2 separate regions of the Cricetulus griseus genome follow, and region 2 is linked to region 1. The links are chromatin contacts, called in public Micro-C maps. All regions are on one chromosome and are shown on one strand. Each heading gives the region's core, a stretch centred on a gene start, on an enhancer-like site or on the middle of the called end of the contact. The rest is flanking DNA. Distances are from core to core; before and after follow the strand shown.

The links. Hi-C and Micro-C count contacts between places; a contact is called where the count stands out from the background.
Region 2: a contact with region 1 is called in a Micro-C map of the CHO-K1 cell line, with 4 times the contacts expected there. The contact joins the enhancer-like site here to the promoter of Nrp2 in region 1. A contact is called at or near these places in 2 of 8 Hi-C or Micro-C datasets (both in the CHO-K1 cell line).

The regions. Positions count from the first base shown.
Region 1 is chr2:416,808,872-416,814,597 of CriGri-PICRH-1.0, forward strand. Nrp2 (neuropilin-2) reads left to right here and starts at 2,059. Exons shown (of 16, transcript XM_035440986.1): 1 at 2,059-2,748. The coding sequence starts at 2,676.
Region 2 is chr2:416,883,768-416,889,493 of CriGri-PICRH-1.0, forward strand. All of the region lies in intron 12 of Nrp2 (neuropilin-2), which reads left to right. Among named protein-coding and RNA genes, the nearest start is that of Nrp2, 76 kb to the left of the region's middle. Within about 2 kb of position 3,569, at least 2 of the 6 cell types and tissues checked have open chromatin away from gene starts, as enhancers often do. A contact at or near this core is called in the CHO-K1 cell line, where this site is marked.

The sequences.
Region 1 (5,726 bases), core at 809-3,308:
AGTCCGCACTGGAATGGTTTGGTATGCCTGGAGAGCCGTAGGGGTGGTGACACTAGGAACTCTTTCCTTGCAGGCTCCGTGAGTGCAGATAGTGTTATTTGCCCTTAGATTAGTATTTTGGCAGCAACACAAACTGGAATCTCTGCTTGAGGTCCAAAATCCAGGCTTCCCACTTCCTTCATCAAATATTTGGGACTGGGAGTTGTTCTTTACAATTGGACTTTAAACCAGGAAAATGTAAATCTGGAGCTTTTAGTGATACGGATTTTCTCTTGAGCCTAGAAAAAGCAAACAGGGAAGGGAAAGGGAGAATGAAGGGAATCAAAAGTACCCCTTATGTGTGTTTGATGATGATGATGATGATAATGGTGGTGGTGGTGGTGGTGGTGTGTGTGTGTGTGTGTGTGTGTGTGTGTGTGTGTGATGCTCTCTGGCAGAACTCAAAGGCCTCTGACACCTTTGCAGTCAGGCATCTAAGACTAACCATGTGACACTCAGACTGTGGACTTCCACTGTAAAAATTTCTCTATAGCATTGCAAATCACTTCTGATTCAATTTTGTTTGGGTTTATCTCCGTGTAAATAACAGTTAAGTGAGAGTTACAGATTTTTTTCAAACACTGAATGTGATAAACAAAGCTAATGGCAAGTCCTGATAAGGAAAGAAACAATCCAGAAGAATCCTCAAGTACAAGCCAAGAAGAAAATGGCATAGTCAGATGTGTGTGTTCCTTGTAGCCCAGACTTTATATCTCTTAATCTGCAGGTTGCTAGGAAAGGGATTGCAACGTTAGCCAGGCGTGTTCTACTGAATCTTTATCCTGGTAAAGCAATGATACCTGGTGAACATAACAGTTGGGGCTCACCAAGCTGCACTCAGAAACAAAGATGCAAATGTTTCCCCAACTGTTCGCTTAAAAGTTAGCTTCTAAGCGCCTTTAGACACTTTCCATGCCTCCACTTAAAAATAGTTAACATAGTGCTATTTTCTTTCTGTCAACACTGCGGCCACATTTCCTTGGGGAAACATGAGCAGTAGTTACAGTAGCATTCCAAGAGGCCTTCATGTACCTGTATTATGTGCGGAAGCTTGAAGATGTGTTGGGTGGCCGGGGGAACAATTTCATTGCCTCGAGAAATTTTTCATTGAATAAAATCGTTCCTCGTCTTAAGAAAACTGAGAGTTATGGGCGGGGTGGGGGAGTGGGGGCAACAAATCCTTACCCAGATAGCAGAGGAGTCTGTATGGGACACAACAAAGGATCTGAGTAGTAAACACAAGGAGTATTGGGGGTTTGCTTCAGCTAGGGCTGACAGTGTGTGTCGCCGCCACACACTGCTGCCTCTAGAAACACATGGTTGAGCTCTCTACCCCAAACACAGTCAGCCACCCAAACTCCTCCTGCAACGCCATTGCAGGTGGCATTGTGTTGGATTCTGCATGTGTGGCATCAGTCTCATTTTGGGGGGAACAAGCATTTCCCGGGCTCTCTAGAGTTTCCCTCTCGGCAGAGACAGCGCGCCCTGAAGGGAAGGTTCTCCTTCCTCGGGTTGTGACACACCCGCAGCCCCGCACCCAGGTGCGCAGGGCAAGGAGGGAGGTGTGGGCTGAGAGGGGGCGGCGAGGTGCCAGGTACCTTAACTTTGATCGCACGGCCGCGGGGTTGTGAGCCACCACCGCCCCGCCCGAGCCGGGTGCCGCGGCCCTGGGCTCTGCGCCGCGCGTCTCCGCCGCTGCCTCTTTAATCAGGAACACAGAAGGGGCGGGCCCTGAGCCGGCGCGTAATCGGATCGCTCTGCCGCGGCTCTGACATCCACATGCTGCTCGGCCTGAAAAGGCGAGGGGGGAGTCGGAGGGGAGGCAGAGGAGGCGAGCGAGGCATCAGCCCGCAGCCCGCCCCCGGCACATCCTCAGAAGCGCAGACACTCGGCCGGCCGCTGGGCGAGGTGGAGGTGAGGGCGGGCGCCAGCGAACTCGGAGAGCCGCTCGCACACTCGCGGGCGATCCCAGCCACCGCCGCACCCGCAGCAGCACCAGCAGCACCGGCCGTCGCCGCTTCCTGCCTCGCACTCCCCTCCAGAGACTGGCCAAGCGGGTGTAGCCGCCGGGGGAGGCTCCTGCTAAGGGAACCCGGCGAGGACAAGAGCCGGGAGGCTGACTGCCTCCCACTCCGCCTGTCCAGCGGTCGGTGTCTCTGCTCGCGTGTGTGTCCCGGGTGCCGGGGGAACCTGTGTCAGTTTGCGCCTCTGAGATCACACGGCTGCCTAGGGGTCGTGTAATGCCCAGGGCAAGTCTTGGCTTTCAGTTTTATTATTACTACTATTATTTTACGCTTGGCTTTCGGGAAACCCTCGTGATGTTGTAGGATAAAGGAAATGACACTTTGAGGAACTGGAGAGAACATACACGCATTTGGGTTTGAAGAAGAAACCGGTCCCCGCTTTCCCCTGCTTGCTCCCTCTTGGCTGATGTCAGGAGCTATCTCCTAGTGAGGTGGGGATTCCAGCAAGAATTAAAGGTGAAGACGGGCCACCGGGACCCAGGAGGGAAACGCTGATCATTAGAGACCTTTGCAGAAGACACTACAAGGAAGAAAATTAGAGAGAGGAAAAACACAAAGACATAATTATACGAGATTCCACAAACCTAGCCCTGGAGAAAGCCTCTTTCAAAAATGGATATGTTCCCTCTTACCTGGGTTTTCTTAGCTCTGTACTTTTCAGGACACAAAGTGAGAAGCCAACCAGGTAAGCCCCTCAAAGTTTTTCTATTATTTTTACATGGTTCCCCCTTTAAAGGCGACTGCTAATGCAGAGAGGCCACGCAAAACCGATCAGGAGGAGGCTCCCTCAATACTCAATAATTTAAAGGGAGAGAGAGCCGACCCTCTTTACACCACCAGGGCTCCTGTGCTAAACCCAACTTTTCTCTCTTGCTGGGAGTGTGTGTGTGTGTGTGTGTGTGTGTGTGTGTGTGTGTGTGTGTGTGTGTTTTGTAACAGAATTTGGCGGTGTTCAGATGTCACATATGGACTGAATCAAAGGTTTAAAAATACTACAAAGCCTTTGCATTACAGTTTTGGGGATTTTTTTTTTCCTGTCTTGAAGCAGAACACATCTCCCTTGAGTTTCTTCAACCTAGCCAGTGAAATATAAATCACTTGCATTCCCTCCACTTAGCTACATTGAGCAATGTTAGCTGAAGGGCTTGTGGGGAAAGGAAGGAGTCTAGCTTTGGTTTTCAAATGTGTGTGTGGATTGTTTGCAGAATGGGTGGGTACATCTCAGAATCCGAGGACTGAAGCTAGGGGAGCAAGTTAGCTTGGGGCTAAGATGGGGCTTTCCCGTGGGCAATTGCTGGTCCCCACTCTCTCCTGAATCCATGTGTTCTCTGGGAAAACAAATCTTGTTCTTTAAAAAAATTCCTGAAAGATAAAAGAAACTGCATGCCCCACAAGGTCTCTCTGTCTTGTGAAGTGGTTAGAAACTTTTGAGTGGAATTTGTTCTCTTGAGCACTGTCAAAAAGGGTGTGTGGACACAGGCTGCAAAGATAAGCACAGTGGGGCCTAGGATAGTCCAGGGCCAGCTTTTGTGGAGTGCGGCAAGGGATATCTCTCTGAAAACAGGTCTCTGGTCTCAGGGAATGCGGTTCTTCCTCCCTAGGATTGCTCCAGGGTTGCTTTTCTCCGCTCTAAGACAGTATCTGGAGCCTCACAAAACTCTTAGCAGTTGCTGCTACAGGTGATTATGGACGGGATTCCATCTACCAAGGAAATGGTGAGGGGAAGAAGGAAGGAAGGTAAAGACAAAAACTCGGAGAAGTGCTTTTATCTCGAGACGCTTGGGAGGTGACAGGCAGCCGCAGTGAAGGGACTCACTCCCAACAGCCACCCTGGCATCCTCGCACTGTGCTTAGCCAGTCCTAAGGAGAAAGCTTAGTGCCTGCCAAGCTTCTTGTCCCTTCCCAAACACACACCTACAGCCACTTACATATGGGTTTTATTTTTTGCTATTTTGGGGGGTTTTTTTGGGGGGTGCCTTTGAGACTCAAGTCCAAGCCTTTACTGCTCCTCTGCGGTAACTGATCCTACAGGCAGCTTTGCAAGCATGAGCTAAGGGATGGGTGCAGGTCTGTCCTGGGGAAATTTTCTGGGCCTCGCATTGGGTCTTGCCTTAATTCTGAATTCCCAGCTTGAATTGAAATTAAATTACCTCCCACGGACCTGAATGCTGCGTAAATTATGTATGTGTGTGGTTTGCTATGTATGAATACATATATATATATATATATATATATATATATATATATAGCACGCGCGCGCGCACTGGCGCGCTCCTTGAGAATGCCCATGGTATATTATGTATTCAAGAGCGGACTCCGGTAGGCCCGGGTGTGCGAGTGCGAGCACACTGGCACACACACCACACATACAACTTCAGGCTCCCTGTGATGTGCGGAGCGAAAGGGATTGGGAAGACTCGGGGACCATCGCCTATCCCAGATGTTCGCACATCTGGCCCTGAGCTGCGTGGAGCATGAGTACGTGTGTGTGTACGACACCCGCTCGGACCCACTCCTGCTCTGCCACCTGCCTCCCGCGCTCTCTGCAGAGCCCCCTCCCATCCCAATCCCTGGTCTCGCTGCGTCACTTCCAGAGAAGCTCTAAAGCGCGGAGTGCAAAGCAGGTCTGCCCACTAAAAGCCGGTGGGCAGCCTCGGACCCGAGGTGGGACCCGCCCAGAGTAAATATTATCCGGCTCCCCGAAAAGGTGATCCATAGCCGATCACCGTTTCAATCGAGCAACTGATTGGTACCCGGAGACCTAACCCGGGTGGCTAAGGGCGAGGCCAAGCTAGACCTCTGACTCACCCTATGTGCGCCCGCCAGGAGGTGGGTTGGTCCCGGCACTACGGCGGCAGCGGGAACCTATTCCGAGAAGGAAGCCAGGAAAGAAGGTGGCGGGCACACGTGGGGGCAACTGAGCAAATACTGGGGCGGTCCCTGGCAGCTGGAAGGCTATGTGGGCACCGTGCATCCGGCTCCCAGGCGCGTAGCCTCCAGCCAGGGGCTGGCGAACTCTGGGTAGCTGGGCTGGACCGGCTCGGAGCGCCCCCTCCTGCCCCCCACGCTGCACTAGGCAATGCAAGCTCGCCGCAGCCCCGGGAGAACTGGCTTGTAGAGGCTGAGGGCCTGAGACCGAAAGATCCCCGCTCTAACCAGGCCGGGCAGCAGGAAGCTGGGGTGGGATTGCAGCACCGAGGGCGGAGAGAGGCGGGAAGCAGCCAGGCAGCCTAAGTCGCAGGAATGCGCGCAACTTGCACAGCCTGCGGGAACACAGTGCGGCTAGCGCCCGCCTGAGCGTAAGAACAGGTGAAGAGCACGCGGCTCGGGCATCCACGTGGCCGAGACGTGGGCGCCCCACAGCGCTCCCAACTCCCTCCCCAACCCCTACTACCATCCCCCAGAGCCGTCCCTACCGCCGCATCGATTTGTTTGGGCTACGCAGCAGAAACAGAGCTCAGCAATCCATAAACATTCTATTAGGCAAAAAAAAATATTTCCAGCAAAAGCAGAACCAAGGCTACAGCCTCTACTAAGTTAGCCACCTAGAACTTCTCCAAACCAGTCCCCTCCTCCTCCAGACTAAGGGCACCCCCGGGTAGAAGCCTGCCGCAATTCCCTGGTGGTGCCCAATGCCAGAAAGTTAGGTCGTGGCTGCGGCTG
Region 2 (5,726 bases), core at 2,319-4,818, 76 kb after region 1:
CATTTCAGGTGATTCATTCATTACACTCTGCAGTTTGGGAGGGCTTTTCAGAGCAGGCTAAGGAAGTGGGCATAATCCCAACTTTTGGCTAAATAGATGGGGGAACAGAAAGAAAATTAGGGCCATAAGGTCTAATGTTGAGAAGGAAAATGATTATTCTGCTTCTCCAGGGGAATCACTGAAGTTTAGGAAAGCCACATTTGTGACCAGACTCCAGGAAACAAAGTCACAATGTTGCCCTCTGCGATTAAAAAAAAGAAAAGAAAAAAAAGTCTTAGGGCTAGAAAGATGGCTCAATGGTTAAGAGCACTGGCTGCTCTTCCAGAGGACCCCTGTTCAGTTCCCAGCACCCACATGGCAGCTCACAACTGTCTGTAACTTGATTTCCAGGAGATCTGACACCCTCACACCAATGCACATAAAATAAATAAAAAAACAAAAAAACAAAGTCTTCTCCACTTCCCACTGTCCTGCTTACAAAACTCCAAATCACACTGTAAGCAGAAGATAGACACACTTTCTATTTGGGGTGGTCCCTTCTTGTTCTTAAAAAATGGGGCCCTGAGGGAAGCAGTTGGGAGAAAGGAAACAGCTATGCTGGACTCAGGGTGGGGACAATGCTAATGGGTGCAGAATGGCTGGCACCTGGCCCCAAACCTGAAAGCCACTGTGTCACCCTACTTTGCTCTTCACAGAGACCAGACCCATTGTTCTCTGGAATTGTGCAACATGCTTTATCCCCTTTGTAAGTATGTAAACAGAAGTCATTTTGGAAAGAAGGCATCTAATTCTAAGGCTAAGGATGAAGGGAAGAGGGGGTGGGGTGAGATGGCCATGGTGAAGCACAACACGGATGAGTTGATCACAAGTGTCCATGGAAACTACTTACATTGCTTAGATATTTTCTGATTGAGTTGTTTTCTCGTGCTCTTTCCCTTTTCTGCTCCCTTTTAAGTCAGCAAATAGTTCTGTTTCTCTGGTTAGTTGGTAATGGTTGCTCTAGGCTGACAAGACACCCACTGGTTTCATTCCACTGTTTTTGTTTTTCAACATCGTCTTTCAAGCCACTCAGAATTTCTTTTTTTAGCTCTTGGGGCTGGCTGAGCTGCCTAGAGTGTGTTCATACCAACTCCCCCTTGGGGGGAGGGGGCTGCTGTGTTCCGAACTCAGTGACCCCTGGTGGCAGCAGAGGAGCCTGTCCTACACTCTCTGACAAGCCACTCTGCCTTCCCTCTGAAGCTACAAAGTGTGCTATCAGTAGAACAGGCATATTTTCTACACACATGTTCTGATGCTTTGATCATGAAGAGAATTCTGAGAATGATGAGAGTTGGGTCTATAAGGAAGGACACAAGCACTCCTTGAGACGATAGGGTGGGCCTGGTACCCAGCTCTCCAGTGTTGGCTAAGGAGCCCTCAACTGTTTGTGGCTATTTCTATCGTAATTTTAATGAGCTGATTCTTCAGTTCTGCTTCGGCACCAGTCCTATTTCACACATGCAGGGACTACAGTGTCCATACATGGAACACCCCAGCATCTCAGTACTGTATTAGACAATACTGTTTTGGCACCTATGGACACCAGCAGGAGAACAAGCTCCCAATCCTTGATGACACTTCCATTACTTGGTTCAGTGAACACCAAGGAGCAAGGAAGTAGGGAGGTGGATTTGCCTGAGCCCATTCTGGAAGTGTATGGTGGCTGCTATTTTGATTTTCCTATGTATGCCACCCTGTCTCCCTCAGCAACCACAGGAAAATAACCAAGGAACATACATTAAGGACTATTTGGAGGCCACACAGAAATAGTATCCTACGTAAATATTCATACCAATAGTATTGATAGTTGTTATTGTTATGATCATTATTATTGTCAAGAATGTGGTAAGACCTGGGCCTGGTGGTGTTGGCAGGTAATCTCAGCTGGTTGAGAGACTGGGGCAAGAGGACCGGAAAGTTTAAGGTCTTCCTTAAACTTTCAAAACCAATTTGGGTGGCTTAACAAGACCCCATTTTAAAAGGAAAGGAAAAGGAGAGCTAAGGTTGTAGCTTAGTGGCAGAGTGCTTCCTTAGCTTCTGGCAGTGCCTAGGTTGAATCCCTAGCACCACTGCAGGGAAGGGGGAGAGGGGGGGAGAAGGAGGAGGAGGAGGAGGAGGAGGAGAGGAGGAGGAGGAGGAGGAGGAGGAGGAGGAGGAGGAGGAGATAAGACCAGAGATTAACAGGAACCTGCCCTGGCAGCCTCCTGATGGTGATGCAAGTGAGATCTGGAACGTGTGCTCTTTCATTCTGGAATATGTGTACTGTCTGAAACATTGATTGACCTTGTGGAGTGTGATTACAATGTTACTTTATTTCAGTGACTAAAAGCCATGAAAACATCTAAAGAAAACAGGCAAAGCCTATTTGTACTAGGACACCTGTGAAGGGAGCTTTGCCCAGCTAATAGAAGGGATTGAAACAACAGTGCCTTTACCCAGGTTCAAAGAAAAAACTAAGTGGGAGTAAGCCAAGAATCTAAACATTCAGGTTTTACACATGTTGTCTGTCCCTTCGAATGGAAGTAGTAGACCCTGTTAATTTCTCACTGGGGTTGTTTTGATGCAGACCTGGTTGCTGATGAACCCCAGCAGAGCCGGTGACCAGAGCCCTGATACACTTTGTGTGCAAGGGAGAAGATAAAGGGAACTGTGTCTGAGTATGGCCAGTCCAGGTTCATAGAGAAATCAAAGGAAATAATTGATGGAGGAGTTCACGATGGGCTTGGTTTTTGACAGTAAGCTAGCCATGACTCTGAATTTAAAAATCTCTCTCTGAGCTCCAAAGAGTAGGTGGCGGCTTGCAATTCAGACACTCCAATGGCCTCAACCTTCCTAAGGCTGTGACCCTTTGGTACAGTTTCTCATGTTGTGGCAACTCTCCCCTCGCCCATCATAAAACTGTTTTCATTGCCACTTCATAACTGTCATTTTGCTATGTAATGTCATTTGTAATGTAAATATCTGATTTGTTACCCCTGTAAAAGGATCATTTGACCTCCCTAAAGGGGTCGGGACCCACAAGTTGAGAGCCATTGCCTGCTGATTGAATCACCTTCAGAGGGGGCTGCTGTTGGTTTGGCTGGGGCGTAGCCCTTGCAAATGTAAGGACAGAAAACTGGGGCTTTGAACCATGATAGATTATTAAAGGATAGGGAGAGCTGAGCTAAAAACAAGCAATAGTCAAGGGATACTTTCAACTCAAAAAGGAAAGAATAGAGACTTCTTGTAAGATGGGAAGAAAACATCCCTTTGTGGAAAAGATGACAAGAGAGCGAAACTGCTGTCCCCTTCTTTCTGAAAATCACGAGGGACCGAGTTGATAACGAAGTGTCAGAATGAGATGGCAGAACTTTAGGTAGAAGCTGACACATCCAAAAAACATCTCTGCCTGCTAGGACTGGTCAGGCTGAAAACTCAAATGCCCTCCGAATGTCCTATCTTAAACCTCGAAAACATCCTGCTGAGTGTATCCAAAGTCAATGTTTCCCTTAACTGGTTGTTAATTTGAGGACCTTAGCAGAGACAGACTGACCTTGGGAGGCCAGCTGAGGGGCTGACTCATGTTTTAAGTATGACCTATACTAAGAGGCTCCATATCCTGCTTCGCTAAATATTCTTTCAGATGGTTGTTCTAGTAGGAGGGCAAGATGCTAGCCAGGAGATGTGTGTGAGGGACAGATGGCGCGCTTGGCTTTGCAATAGCCAGGAGGATCAAGCTGGTGATTTATTTTAGGGTTGGTTAAAGGGGAGTAGACACAATTGAATTCATTTCGATTGGACCAACCTCAGTCACGTGTCCATAGGACACTTAAGCAGCTGAAGCCAGATGGGATCATAAATCGCCAGGTGAAATATCAAGAGACCCTTCTTGAGACAGCATCAGGTGAAATGCCTGAACAGCCCTGACCTCTGCACTTCCTCTCTGCCCTTTTGAACTTGTGTTGTTCATTCCCATGTGGTTGTTTGCATCTTGGCAACAACAGGCATTTTGAGTCAAGGGGGCAGCAAAATGCCTCCCAAATATGTCAGGTCCAGGAGGATGGAATTGCATCTTGGGGACATTATTTCTTCATTCTCTTTTGGCAACTGAGTGTGTTTTCCTTTCCATTGTCTTTTTTGTTGGATGCTATCTATTGCCAGTATCCTAGCCATCAAACACAGAACAAGAAGACAACTTCCAGCAGACAGGAAATTCATAAGGCAACACTGTCCCCATACCATGCCAGCCTTTCTTTCTATTAGGTAACTGGCAGCCGCTGTGAACTTTCTTAGTATCTAGCAGTGGTTGGCTGTAGGTGGGATATTTCAGAGCCATCTTCACTTTCAGAAGGCATTCAATCTCAATATCTTGTATGAATGTGAGGACTTACCAGAGACAAAGCACTTAGCTCCAAAGAGGGGGTCAATAGAGGTCCACAAAGACCCAGAAAGGGGACATTTAAAAGGACTAGGGTTGTGTTTCCTGGGAAAGCACAAAATAAAGGCTTAAATTCATATTTTCTCTCTCTCTCTCTCTCTCTCTCTCTCTCTCTCTCTCTCTCTCTCTCTCATCTTTCCTTCCCTACCTCTCTTCTTCCCTTTCCCGCCCCACGAGTGTTTGCGTGTATATGTACCACAGTGCACAGCCTCTGATGTCAGTCCTTACCTTGCATCTTGTTTGGGGCAGTCTGTGTTTGTTCACTACTGTACATAAGGCTAGCCCAGAGCTTCCATTGTTTCTCCTGCATCTCCCACCCATCACCATGTAGGGATACATAATAGGTAGGTTTACTGAGTCGTGATTTTACCTCAGTTCTGGGGACCTGAACTTGGGTCATCAAATTTGTGAGACAAACGCCTTATTTACTTACCATCTCCTCAGGCCCCTGGGCTTTTTAATATCTTATGAATAAAGATGGTGCAAAGTCAGAGGACAGAAACTGGCTCATTCCATCAGGGATGAAGGGATGAATGGAGGAAACAGGGCCACAGGACAGCAGGAAGTGTAAAACTAAGTTTAAGATGTTTCTGACAGTTGGGTTGTGGCCTGGATAATACATTGCCAGTGTGGCCTGCGGAGGACCTTTCTGAAGGGAAGGATGAATGGCATGGTGTCAAGATGTTTCTGCATACTTCCTCTGGCCCATGCTAATAGTCACATGGGGTCCCACTCAAGATCCAAGACAGTATCACATTTTATTTCATCTTCTATAGGTGGTCACAGAAGACCTGTAGTGGGTGGTATGTGGTGAACAGCTGGGAGCTGGCTGTTTCCTGGAGTTGAGACAGGTCTGGGAAATCATCTTAGTTCAAAGATTGTCAATTCCCTCCTCCAGTTAAATCATACTTCCTTTTGCACCTTGCAATAGCTTCCCCAGGTTAATGGTCGTCTTTGGCCTGTGGGAGACAGTGGATGGAGTGGCATCAGTAACCGGGCTGCGCTCTTGCTATAGCCCTGTTACCATACAAAGTGCTTTACAGGGTCCATTCTTACAACCCTATGCAGTAACACCACCACTATTATATCTGTTGTACAGATGGAAAGACTAAGGCTTTTAAAGGTTTAGAGCATCTGGCCAAGATTCCACCCCAGGTGATGAAGAGCCAGCAAGTTGACTCAGTCCCATCTGGGTTCAGACCCTGCTTTCTTCACTCCATAGCCATGGTCCTGGAAACACGACCTCGTGTCTCCAAGCCTCAGTTTCTTT